Regions from separate parts of the Mus musculus genome. Here region 1 is linked to region 2. A link is a contact called in public Hi-C data. All regions are on one chromosome and are shown on one strand. Each heading gives the region's core, a stretch centred on a gene start, on an enhancer-like site or on the middle of the called end of the contact. The rest is flanking DNA. Distances are from core to core; before and after follow the strand shown. Region 1 has its middle 63 kb from the start of Slc19a3. Region 2 overlaps Agfg1 (ArfGAP with FG repeats 1).

Region 1 (5,668 bases), core at 1,704-4,203, 75 kb after region 2:
AGTCAGTAAGGCTGGAGGCAGGAAATGTTTCCTTAAAGGTCCTCTGACTTTTCCATATATGCTGTGCATGTCACACACACATACATGCACACACACAACACCACCACCACCTCTAATAATAATAATAATAATAATAATAATAATAATAATAACAACAGTAACAACAACGATAACAGCGAACAACAACAATGTAAAACAACAAACAAACAAAACAAAAAACCCCATTCATCTTAGTAGGGAAAGTTTTGATAAATTGACTTATAGTTTTACTACACTATCATAAGAATTATGTAAAAACAATGTTTAGTTCCAGTCTAACCCTAACTTTAATATCATGGTTCTCAATCAGGGTTTTTTGTTTGTTTGCATTTTCATTTTCATGGCAATATCTGAAGACACACTTGTCATGACCAGGCACATGCTGGCCTCTAGTGGTTTATAGTGATTGATTGTATGGTTCTTCCTCTCTCAGGACAGCAAACAGCCCTCACAACAAAGCCTTCTCCAGACAGAATGCCAGTGTGTGAGGATAGGAGACACTGACTTCAGTCCTGATCTGACTGGGCACATGTTTGTAGCTATCCAGCACATCCCTAGGACAAACTCATTTTATGACATACACTGTACGTTTACTAATAATGTGCTCCTTGCTCTGAGCTGGGCACGCAATTCGTGACTTTCCTATAGTTCTGGCTTGCTTTCTTAAAAATGTGGCTTAAATGTAGGAGGCCTGATGTCAGCAGCAGATCTATTTGGTTTTGCCTAAAAAGTTGACACTAATCAGGGTTCTTGGTATTACAAAGAGACTAAAGAATATTTGAATCAGAAGGTTTTAGCTAGTTGCTTTTCTGCACATTCCCCGGAGATGACAGCATTTTATGGGATAGAAGAGGGTCTCCTTCCTTATCTCTAGAAGCCAGTACTTAGGATGCTAATGAGTTTAGTAGGAACTGAATTCTAAAATGGGATTCTAGGAGTCAAGTGACTAAGAAAGGAAAGCCAGAGTACCAATGCAACAATGGGCCCTGACAATGTCAATAGCTAGAGGGGTGTGGCACAACTTGACATTAAAATAAATAACTTCAAAGCTTCATTTGATGTCAGGAAAACACGTGCAATGCCGGGTTGCTTCAAAGGCGGCTCCTAGCTCTGCCTTCTCTTCCTTTAGAGCTCGATGTGTATCAGATCACATAACTGTGTCTGCGCCTGCATCTCCAGCTACCTACCACAGACTCCTTTAAAAATTATCTCAAAGGTGACAAAACGTGAGGAATAGAATATCTTGGGAATAGAAAGACTGTACGGGCAAGTATGTAAACAACTTCCTAACTATGGCTCTTCTGATGGACATTAACCAAGCTGAACTCAGGAGGGGCTTGAAGAGTCAGTCCAGCATCTAGCTGGAAACCTTCAGTCCTGAAAGCCCTTTTTGAGGCCACCATAGGTCACTCAATGTCTCCACCTGTTTCCTGTGAGATAAAATGAGTATCAGTTATCCGGCTGTAAGGAAGTAAGGATAAAGTGGTCACCAGTGGACTCCAGGGTACATGATAAACAGCCAGTTGCGCAGACATCCGTGTTTACGCTCTGACTGCCCCGCCCTCTTATGTGGGGCCTCTCCGGTCCCCTGTACTCCTCTGCAACCATGGGGATGACCGAAGATCGCTCGCTGACTGATAGAACTGTGTTCTTGGTCCTTACCAATGACAATGGCATATAAGTGTGATATCACGAGAGGCTTTTATTTTTTTAGAGTTAGGGAAGCAAAAGTTCCAGGGATGTGTCTGATGAGGAGGTCTTAGGACAGGGCCGTCCTTTGGAGACTTTAAACTGGAGACGAAGCATCAACAGACATTGCTAAGTAAGCCTGGGCTTTGTGCTGCTGGCAGGAGCTCCTTCCCATGTTGCTGATGACACAGAACCTTATTTTAACGAGTATTTAAATGTGAATAAAAAGCTTTTGGGGGTGAAGATTTACAGAACAGGTAGACCCCTTAGTCATTTATGTATTTATTTATGCATTTATGTATTTACGTATTTATTTACAATCCAGCTGTTGCTCCCCTACCTGGTCCCGTCCTCACACAGCTCCTTATTCCATCCCTCCCTCCCATCTCTGAGAGAGTGCTCCCCCACCACAAGGCCTCTCCCTTCCTTGAGCCTCAAGTCTCTCTAGGATTAGGCACATCTTCTCCTACTGAGGCCAGACCAGGCAGTCTTCTGCTAGATACGTGTCGGGGGCCTTGGAACAGCTTGTGTTTGCTGCCTACTTGGTGGCTTAGTGTCTGAAAGCTTCCAGAGGTCCAGGTTCATTCTTAAACATTATTCTAGAAGCGAACATTGGCTCAGCATCAGTATCCTAACTTAATTTAAGTATCACCTATCTAGGCATGCCTATTTGATTTTAACACCTTTTTTTCCCCCAGAAAGAGAACTGCCCGACATCTAAAGAAGCTTGAGTCTTTCTAGGGGATTAGAGAGATGGCTCAGTGATTGAGAGGGCTGCTTGCTTCCGCAAAAGATCTAAGTTCAGGTCCCAGCACCTATGTCAAGTGGCTCACAGCATTGGTAACTCCAGGTCCAGGGGGTCTAATACTCTCTCTGGCCTCTGAAGGCACTTGTATGCATGTGCACATGCACACACACACACAGACATACACACAAACACAATGCACATACATGCACACAAGCATTCATGTAAACACACAAATAATAATATTTTTAGAAATGGTTTTCTAACATTAGAAACAGGAATAAGGGCTTACATCTCTACTAGGACCGAGAAGTGAGAGGTTACAACGGTAGGACTCAGGCTGACTAAATGAAGAACAGTGACTCTCCATAGAAAGGCAACAGCTCCAGGAGAAAGGTCAACAACTCAGTCCTTGACCACTTCCTTCCTGGAGCCTTTCTGACCTATTCCAGCTCCGCCCACTCCCGATGTTCAGACTATTTCCTGTAAGATCTTATTGCAAGGCACTCTAGTCAGTGAGTCAGGCCCAAAGCCACCTCTGCTACTTACACACCTGGACCATTGGCAGCTGCCTGACTCTCTTTGTGTCTGACTCCTCATCTGCAAAGCAGAGATGATACCACACTATGAGGACTACCCGTGTTAACACATCCCAGAATGGCACACTCTACACCTTCATCAATAAGCATAGCTGTACTTTGGATGCTTTTGGAAGGCACTGATGTTCCAATATGCAAATCTTGATGTTAGTTGAAAGACTCCTCGAAAGCAGGGACAAACTTTATCCCCCCAGGAATAGCACAGTGTCTGACTCATCAAACGTATCCTAGAGGCTCAGACAGGACATCATTCATTTTTGTTCCTTTTTTTTTTTCTTTTCTTCGTTCCTTCCCTCCTCCTGTGGTGGTTTGAATAGGAATGACCTACATAGAATCACATGTCTGAGTGTTTAGCCATAAGGAGTGGCACTGTTTGGAGGTGTGGCCTTATCAGAGTAGGTGTGGCTTTTTTGGAGAAAGTGTGTCACTGTGGGGATGGGCTTTAAAGTCTATTTTGCTCAGCACCATGTCTGCCTGCACAACAACATGCTTCCCACCATGATGATAATGGACTAAATCTCTGAACTGTAAGCCAGCCCCAGTTAAATTTGTTTTTATTTATAAGGGTTGCTATGGCATTGCTTCACAGCAGTAGAAACCCTAACTAGGACACCTCCCTTCTTTTGTGCATGTGTGGTATATGTATGTGGTATATATATTTTTTTGTATGTACAGGTATGAATGCACTCTCTTGCATCAATGAGTGCGGAGAACAAGGACAATGTCAGATTCTTCCTCAAATACTTTTCTTATTAAAACAGAAGTTCACTTTCTAGGCTAGGCTGGCCATTTATCAAAGCCAAATGTCTTTGTGGCTATAGCAATCCTGTCCATGGTATTTCTGAACCTGTATTAGGAGGATGGCAAGTGTATTCATTAACTGTCAAAAGACAGCATGGGCTCATTTCATCAGTCAGGGTTCTGCCTATGGGCACAGACTCTGAACTAAAGATTCAAATCTATGGAAAATTAATGACTCTAAGGGGACACACAAAACATGATATTCTTTGATTCTATGGTCTATCTAAAATAGAATGGAGTGAAAAATTGGACATAATAGATTCAGACAATCCTTCCTAAGGGCTCTGTTCCAAATCCTTAGGTATTTTCCACTTTTTAAAAAGTGAGTGGAATAATTATAAGGGTGAAAAAATTCAGTGAATGTTCAACCTCAGGTCACTTGAGTGGCTTGAATTATCATCCTTCAAGCAGGTATCAGATTTTAATTAATTTTAAACCTACTTCTACAAAGGTCATTGGGACTGTAGTTAAAGTGTTGCCATATGAATGCTGTGATTGTTTTCTTAATTATATTATACTGTACATTCTTAGTCTTGAGGAGAAGGCCAGATGCATGGAAAACAGTGGTCCAGGGTTGGTCATCTGTCCTAGCATTGTTTTGGGTTACTGTCCTGTAGTCAGGGAGTCTGGCTCATAAACATTCCAGCTAAAACTATAACCATCATGTGGACCATCAGGGTGTCTGTCCCTGTTGTACTTAATCCCGATCTTTCTCAAATGCCTTAACATGTTCGAGTCCTACTGTTATAGAGATAAAAATTATTCTCTTTACTCCTTGTGTGGAGTAGATGGTGTTAAATGGAGAAGATTTGGGGTTGCCATCTCATATGAGTAATACTATGCCTCTGTTTGGAGTTATCTTTCTATGATGTGGACCCGGTCACCCCGGAATTTACAAGAACCAATGAATTGCTGCTAGAACAAAAATCTCATAATGTCTGACCCAGCTGTGGTATTATGATATGTGGCATTATGATAAAAATATCTTTTACATTGTAAGAGACTGAGACTTTGTATAGACTTCATAGTGTAATTTACTGGATGTACCTTTAAGAGAGCTGAAAGTAGTCTCTATATTCCAGTTCCTTATGACTCAGTGTTAGTAGTACTTTTTTTCTGGAAGTGTTGGTTAATACACACTGGCTACATGGGTCAGATCTTCTGGAATTTTAGTTGCACCACTGAACTTGCTATTTGGATGTCATGAACAGCTCATTTTAATGGAGTGAAATTGTTTGATACCAATTTTGGTACAAAAGAGTGGGGGTGTCCTGTAACAGGACTTAAAATGTGGAAGAGGTTTTGGGCTTTGGTAATGGGCAAAAGCCAGAAGTATTTTTGAAACATTGTATATCTGTTTGACAATGGTGACAGAATTGTGGACTTTAACTACAGAGCTGGAGAAGGTTCCGAAGGAAGCTAGGAGTCGCATCTGTCTATAGTTGATTTAGATGAAGAGATCTGGGACTTAGAGCTGATAACATTCAGATGACAGTTTTGGACCCAAGTTTGGTGCTGGAATGGTGTGAATACATTTAGTACTAGGGAAGGACACTGGCTGTGTTTCCAGCCCAGGACAAGTGTTAGGAAGCAGAGAGCTGAGCTTGCTTTTTGAGCCCACTCTTCCTGTACTTGTTTACGGTATTGGGAGTTGAACCCAAGACCTTGTTCATGCTAGGAAGTTGCTGTTCCACTGAGCTATAACACCACACCTTTTTGTACTTTCTAGTTTTGAGAGAGGATTTAAGTAAATCACCTAGGCTAGGCTAGGCTAGCCTTGAACTTGAGATCCTCC
Region 2 (6,497 bases), core at 411-2,910:
TCCGGGCTTTGAAAACCTTCAGTTTATATTTTTAATGATGCATTCTATAAGCTTATTTCTGAAAGTTCACTATAATTTGGAAATGTCCAAGTGCTGGGAAAGATTGGGGCAGATGCTAGTCTTCCCCGGTGTGGGGCTGTACAGGTGCTTGCTGTCTGCAGATGTGCCGGTAGAGAACTCCTAGAACTGGGTTCAGATCCCACAGGAGCAGAGCATGCGCTTGCAAAGGGCTCCTGACTCCATGTCCTTCCTCGGGCAGCTTTGCTTCCTTCCGTTTTAGGAGTTTGGGTTAGTGTTTCCAGTGAAGACTTCTGCCGAGAAGGTCTATCTGATATCTTACCCATTCTGCATGGTTTATGCCTGTAGTTGAGCCCATTGTTGTGAAATCTGTCCTTGTCCAGTACCTAGATCTGTGGAGGTCAATGAAAACGGAATGTTTGATTCAGAATTTCATAAAAAGAAAATCCTAGACAGAACATTTTAATTGCCTATAGACATGCCCATTAGTTAATTTTTAAATTGTTTTGTTCTCCAGAGTCTTGAGCACTTGTTGTCTGAGTCACAATCTTAAACAAGTAGCCTTCTGATTATAACACTTGAGGTAGGGAAGGTTATAAACTACTGTTCCACAGTGTTCCTAGAAAGTGGTGAATAGAGCCAGATTTTTACAGACTTAGAAGTCTTTATATGTTCTAAATAACATGCTTAGGAGTTTTACACAGGGTAGAAGGTAAATGCAGAATGTTTCCCTCTGCACGTCAGGGGGCTACTTCCTCTTCCTTGTCTTCGTAGTGTTGAGGAATGCTTTCTATTATGTCTGTCTACACATCTGTGCATGCCTTTCATGGTTCTGCCTTTTAAAAATGCAGACTTTTCAGCTTTCTCCTTTGTTTTAACGTGGACACCTTTCCATTTGCCATGTGCAGCACTATCTCATTGTGTGAATGGCATCAGGATCCAGGAGTGGATGTCCTTTGCAGGAACATTTTTGCACGTATATGCATATACATATATACATGTTTATATGCATATGTATACACACATATATTACATACATGTGCATGCTTACATGGAAATTCTTGATTTTGGCAGATAGGGAACTTTCAACAAAACAGATAATTCTATTTTGAGGCTCATCAGCTATTTATATATGGTATTTTATTTCTTCCTGAGAAAAATTTCAGGTCTTTCAAATAGTTGTAAAATGCCAGCATTTACATTAAACTGTGTGGGCAGTCAGTGCACTCACTGAGAGACTATGGAATCTCATGTCTTATTTTATATCTTACTCTTTCTGTCACCCCTACCTGTGACCCTAAAGTTTCTAAAAGAACAGCTTGAAAGCTTCCTCTTCCAGTTTGTCAGTATTGTGAATCTCCTCATTCCCACGAGCTTGGAATGAATGAACCCTATATTTATGAAAGAAAGTACAAGTCTATTTTTTCACAACTAGAGTCTTCAGAATTAGCTTTTGCTTTGGGAAACAACTCATAAAAGTTTTGGGTTTTGGCTTCTTACCGAAATATGCATTTAGTACTAGTTGTACATAGAACTTGCTTCCTAGAAAAGTTTGTTTTTCATGAGGAACACTTACCTACTAACTGACTTGAAAACCCCTCTGCATGTGGAGGGTAGGAGTGAGGGAAGTTCAAAGGGCAGTAGTCAGGGGCTGGCTTCTGTGGGCTGTGTTTGGAAAATGTTGACATGCTGAGGTCTTTGAGGCTCAGTTTTGGTGCAGGAAGTGGTTTTAGATACTGATTTTGATAATTGTTTCTTTTCTCTTTTGGAGATGCTGAGGATTGAACCCTCAGTGTTGCACATGAATGCTCTACAACTAAGTCCAGCTAATTTCTTGTTCATTGTAAAATATTGTTGAAATAATTTTTTAAAATAAAGATATGACTTTGTGTACCCTTTGGGATGGCCTCTTCAATTGTGTCATAGTATAACAAGATGCCTGGGAGATGGAAAGATGCTCCTCTATCTGTGTCTGCTTCCAACAGAAATGTCCTTTTCTCTGATTAGTTTTACCAAGCTTCTGGATATAGAATGTTTGTTGATAGAATTTGGTATCTTTATTGAGTATGTATTTCGTTGAAAAAAACAAAAACAAAACAACCCCCTCCTCCAAAACCAAACATAGTAGAGTTTATCCTGGTCGAGATACAGTACAGTGAGGGATACTTGGGATAAAAGCTGATGGAGGCTGGTGCCGAAGTAGAGCACTGGCAAGTGGCATCTATAAAAAGAAATATCCAACTGAGTCCTGAAGTCAATGAAGAAAGATGTAGTTCAAAGTCCAGAGCTGCACAAGCGTGGGGGTCAGGTTAGTGTAGAAATCTAGGGCTTGGAGGAACTCTGAGTTAATTATAAAGCATGGGGAAAATGAAGGCTACAGGCACAATTACAAGGCCAGGCTTCCTAGTCATGTCAATAAAAGAGTGAAGATAGCTTGACTTACAATTTTGATATATGAAGAGTAAGGTGGGGGTGGGTTAAGAAGAAACCCAATGAGGCAAGAAGTTGGAAGGCTGTGTTAACTTTGTGAAACATCTCGGTATCTTGATTTTATAATTTAGAGACTCCCGAGCACCTCACAGTTGTGCCGAAAACCAAGTGAATGAAAAAGAATCCTGAAAGGATCAGGAGAAAGTAAAGGTGATAATGCAGACACCTCCTCTCTGACCCCAGAAGCACTGTGCCTGCAGCGTCCTGGAACCAGAGCTTCTAACCAATAGAGAGGGAGAACTGTCCCGGAAACAGCATTCTCTGTCTCCTAGAAACAACATTTGGGAACACAGAGACAGATACGCTCAGATAAGTGAAGACAAAGAATGTGTTTCCTCTAAACATTCACTGCTAGAAAGGCTGAAGGCTAACATGAAACAGATCTTTGGGAAGTAATTTTTGGCGCCCAGAAAGGTAAACGTGAGAAAGACTATTTTCTAGGCCTCAAAGGAGTAGGTGTATGAAAGTGAGTAGGCCAGTGGTAGGATGTTTGAGAACCACATTGAGTTACAGGTGCCAGGAGGGTTGGCATGAAAACTACTAACTTGATACAGAACTTGGAAAAAACTTTTGAAGATGGAAGAAGGTGCAGTCCACTGTATCACCCATTCCTGGGTATGGTGCTTTGAATGAAATCTGCCCCACTCCCCATAGGTCCATAAGGAGTGGCATATTGGAAGGTGTGGCCTTGTTGGAGGAAGTGTGTCACTGGGGGTGGCCTTTGATGTTGCAGATGCTCAAACTAGGTTCAGTGTCACTATGCTATCTTCCTGCTGCCCACAAATCTCAGCTGCCTCTCCAGCACCATGTCTGCCCGTGTGCTGCCATGCTTCTGGCCATGATGAACCCTGGACTTAACCTCTGAACTGTAAGCCAGCCCCAGTTAAATGCTTTCCTTTGTAAGAGTTGCTGTGGTCCCAGTGTCTCTTCACAGCAATAGAAACCGTAAAACAGGGAGGTGCTAAAATGTTCTGGAATTAAATAGATCTTGTGAATAGACTGAAATTGAGATTTATTCCGTGTACTATAACTATATGTCATGTATTTTGGTTATAATTGAAAGGAAATTTCTATAGTATAAAAATAGTCATTACATTTATGTATCATGTGCGTGGGGTGGGTGAATGCTCGTGCATGCACTTGCCATGGTACATACATGGGAAGGTCAGAGAATAGCCTACAGGTGTGAGTTGTCTCCTGTGACCATATAGATCACATCAAGCTTGCAGCAAACACTGAGCCATCTCTCTGGCTCTATATCTCACCTTGAAATGCTAAGGTAAAATAACTATATATGATTAGAACACCCCAATATTTACTCTCCTATACTGAAGCATGCAGCCTTCACTTGAATATCTGCCAAGGTGAATGCACACCAAATTGTAGGCACTTGAATACATACTTTTAAGCAAGTGAACAAGAGGATGGCTGAATTACAAATCTTATGTTTCTTTGACTCATTTCCTGGGATAGTGAGATTACGGAAACTGGGTCACTGTGACTCAGTTCCCAGTTGTGATGTGCTGCCGGCCTTGGAAATGATCCTTCTGTTTCCCATCACAAAGGCTTCTTCGGCCATCCACTTGTCCATCATAGCCCACGTCCATATGTAATGAGATGGGCAGCTGGCTCAGTAGTGATTACATTCCAGCATTTGGCTGGTGATCTGCTTGAGATTTCATATAGGAAGTATCCTATATGATAACGTATATCAAATAAGCCCCATGGGACTTTGTGTTGTCATAATGATAGAAACTAACCACCTTTTCCATCTTAGGTATGAGTAGGAGAAGGGAGCAATGATAAAAATGGCAATAGCAGTAAAGGGGCCAGGAAACTATCCAAAGTCTAATTTAAAAAGAGCCTGCTATCTTTGTTGCTTTTTTGGTTGAGTGATCTGACCCTACCAAGGGTTTAGTTGTCTTCATTATATTTCCTAAGGATGCTTTTCCTTCACCAGAAAGAATGAACAGGTTTGGTAGTCTCTTAAAATACGTGATGATGTCTAGCCATCTCCCTCTGGTTATCAACCTTGGTTCATACAGGACCTACTGCTTTCGTGGCTCTGCAGGTATTTGTGGTACAGTGACTAATATTGACTATTGAACCCCTTAAATATGGACTCAAATCCCAGCTGTGCACCTCAGGAAGCTCAAGCCTTTGATGCCTTTGTAAGATGTGGATCATGATGCTAATCTTTTATTGCTATCAAAATTAATTGAGATGGATGGATGTTCTCCACTAGTGATAACTACAATCTATGAACTGTTATTTAGCCACTTAACTAGTTTAATGATGAACATGGATTTTATCTTCAAGTTTCCCTCAGGAAGAATAGGTTGGAATCTTATTTTAAGAGTAAGGTATGAGTCTGTATGTTTTTATTCACTATTAAAATTCTAGCATCTTCTGCTTGGCTCTTCATGAAGAACCTAGATTTCACTGAAATCACACATTAGTTCATCAAATTAGTAAAAACACAATCGTCAAACCAAATGAAAACTCACTTTTGTTCTCAGGCAAGCTGGTAGTCCCCTTAATGAGAGTGCACATTAGGGACCACATTGTTTTGTTCAAATGGATCTGTGGATCATTGAACTCACTGTGGAATTTAAAAGCTAAGTGGGTTTGTCCTTTGGAAAAACAATGACCTGGGAAGACCCAGGCTTATGGCATTCTAAGGACCATTTATGAACAGATGTCTGCCTACTGTTCTCAACACACCTTATGGACCCGTCCCCTGTCCTCGTTGAAGATCACCTCCAAGGGGTGATGAATTCCAGTGTTGAAAAGATGAATAAGGAGAAGGCCCCTTATCCCAGGTCCTCTGTGTCATGCCTTTGCCAATGCACCACCCCTGTAACATAGTTCCCCTACTCAATGTGGACTGTTCGCTTGATAACACTCAGCCTGTTTAGCTACCTTGGGTTCAAAGGGCTTCTTAGAGCTTCTGGTGGTAATTAGAGTCTCCCACACAGTATTCCCACAGTCTTATGAACAATTACCAACTGGTTATTTCTGGGTAAAAGTGATCATCCCCATGTCCTCCGACTCTGGAGAATTGTTTGATGAAAATTTTGGTCCTACCTGCTGTGTTAGCAATGCTGCCTCGACACCTGTTTTATTTTTCCCTTCAATGGCTTTTAGGTTTTAATTCTTTATTCTTTTCTCTGTCAGAATGACCTAAAAAGAAAAGAATATACCATTAGCATTTTTCTTGAAAAAAAAAAAAAAGAAACCATTTGAAGGCCTTAGGTTTCAGGAAACTGGTATGTCTCTTTGTTCTTGCTTTGGTCCCTCTGTAAAACTTTGTACCCCAGCATCAAGAATCTAGTGGCTCAGCTGAACAAAGATGGCCTTTGAGGTTAGTGTAGCTGAATGGCCTGGAGGATGCTTTACCATCTGCTGTCTGCACAAGCATGCTGACAAGTTATGTATAGTTGTATAGAGCAAGTTTCTCTGGAGGCTGAGTGTGTGGCCTGCAGAAACTAGTTGAGATAGTTAGATAGGGAGTGACAAAGCACACACATTGATTGGCATTTTAGACTTTAGCTGAAAATATTTTCTTTTCATTTCCCAACTCATTCATCTGGTATTTGACTTTGGAGGGGCTGTGTGTGTGTGTGTGTGTGTGTGTGTGTGTGTGTGTATGTCTTTTGTTATATATACATGTCAGATATATATATATATAATTTTATTGTGTATCTATATATATATGTGTGTGTATGTAATGTGTCGCTCAATTTTCTTTGTACCTAATATATACATACACATGTCTTTTATTGTGTATATGTACGTGTGTGTGTGTGTGTGTGTGTGTGTGTGTGTGTGTGTGTGTAGTAACAGAAGAAACTGATGAACTTGAGGGCCAGAGTTAGTGTTTGAGAGCAGCAGGGAGAAACAGCTCAGCTGTAAAAGTGCTTGATGCTCTTACAGAGAACCCATGTTGAATTACCAGCCCCACATTAAGTGGCTTACAACCACCTGCA

What was found. A called contact is a pair of places that touch in the nucleus more often than the background predicts.
Region 1: a contact with region 2 is called in a Hi-C map of Th2 cells, with 2.1 times the contacts expected there. The contact joins two enhancer-like sites. A contact is called at or near these places in 30 of 484 Hi-C or Micro-C datasets (the AML12 cell line, CD4 T cells, CD8 T cells and 19 more), 3 of 115 datasets of contacts at active chromatin or transcription factors (embryonic stem cells and extraembryonic endoderm stem cells) and 4 of 9 other capture datasets (adipose tissue, embryonic stem cells, liver and 1 more).

What each region holds. Positions count from the first base shown.
Region 1 is chr1:82,973,013-82,978,680 of GRCm38.p6, forward strand. No RefSeq gene overlaps it. Among named protein-coding and RNA genes, the nearest start is that of Slc19a3, 63 kb to the right of the region's middle. Within about 2 kb of position 2,954, at least 45 of the 459 cell types and tissues checked have an H3K27ac peak or open chromatin away from gene starts, as enhancers often do. A contact at or near this core is called in CD8 T cells, Th17 cells, Th2 cells and 2 more, where this site is marked.
Region 2 is chr1:82,899,086-82,905,582 of GRCm38.p6, forward strand. It overlaps Agfg1 (ArfGAP with FG repeats 1), which reads left to right. Exons shown (of 13, transcript NM_001368850.1): 13 at 1-1,916. Among named protein-coding and RNA genes, the nearest start is that of Agfg1, 63 kb to the left of the region's middle. Within about 2 kb of position 1,661, at least 18 of the 459 cell types and tissues checked have an H3K27ac peak or open chromatin away from gene starts, as enhancers often do. A contact at or near this core is called in CD8 T cells, Th17 cells, Th2 cells and 2 more, where this site is marked.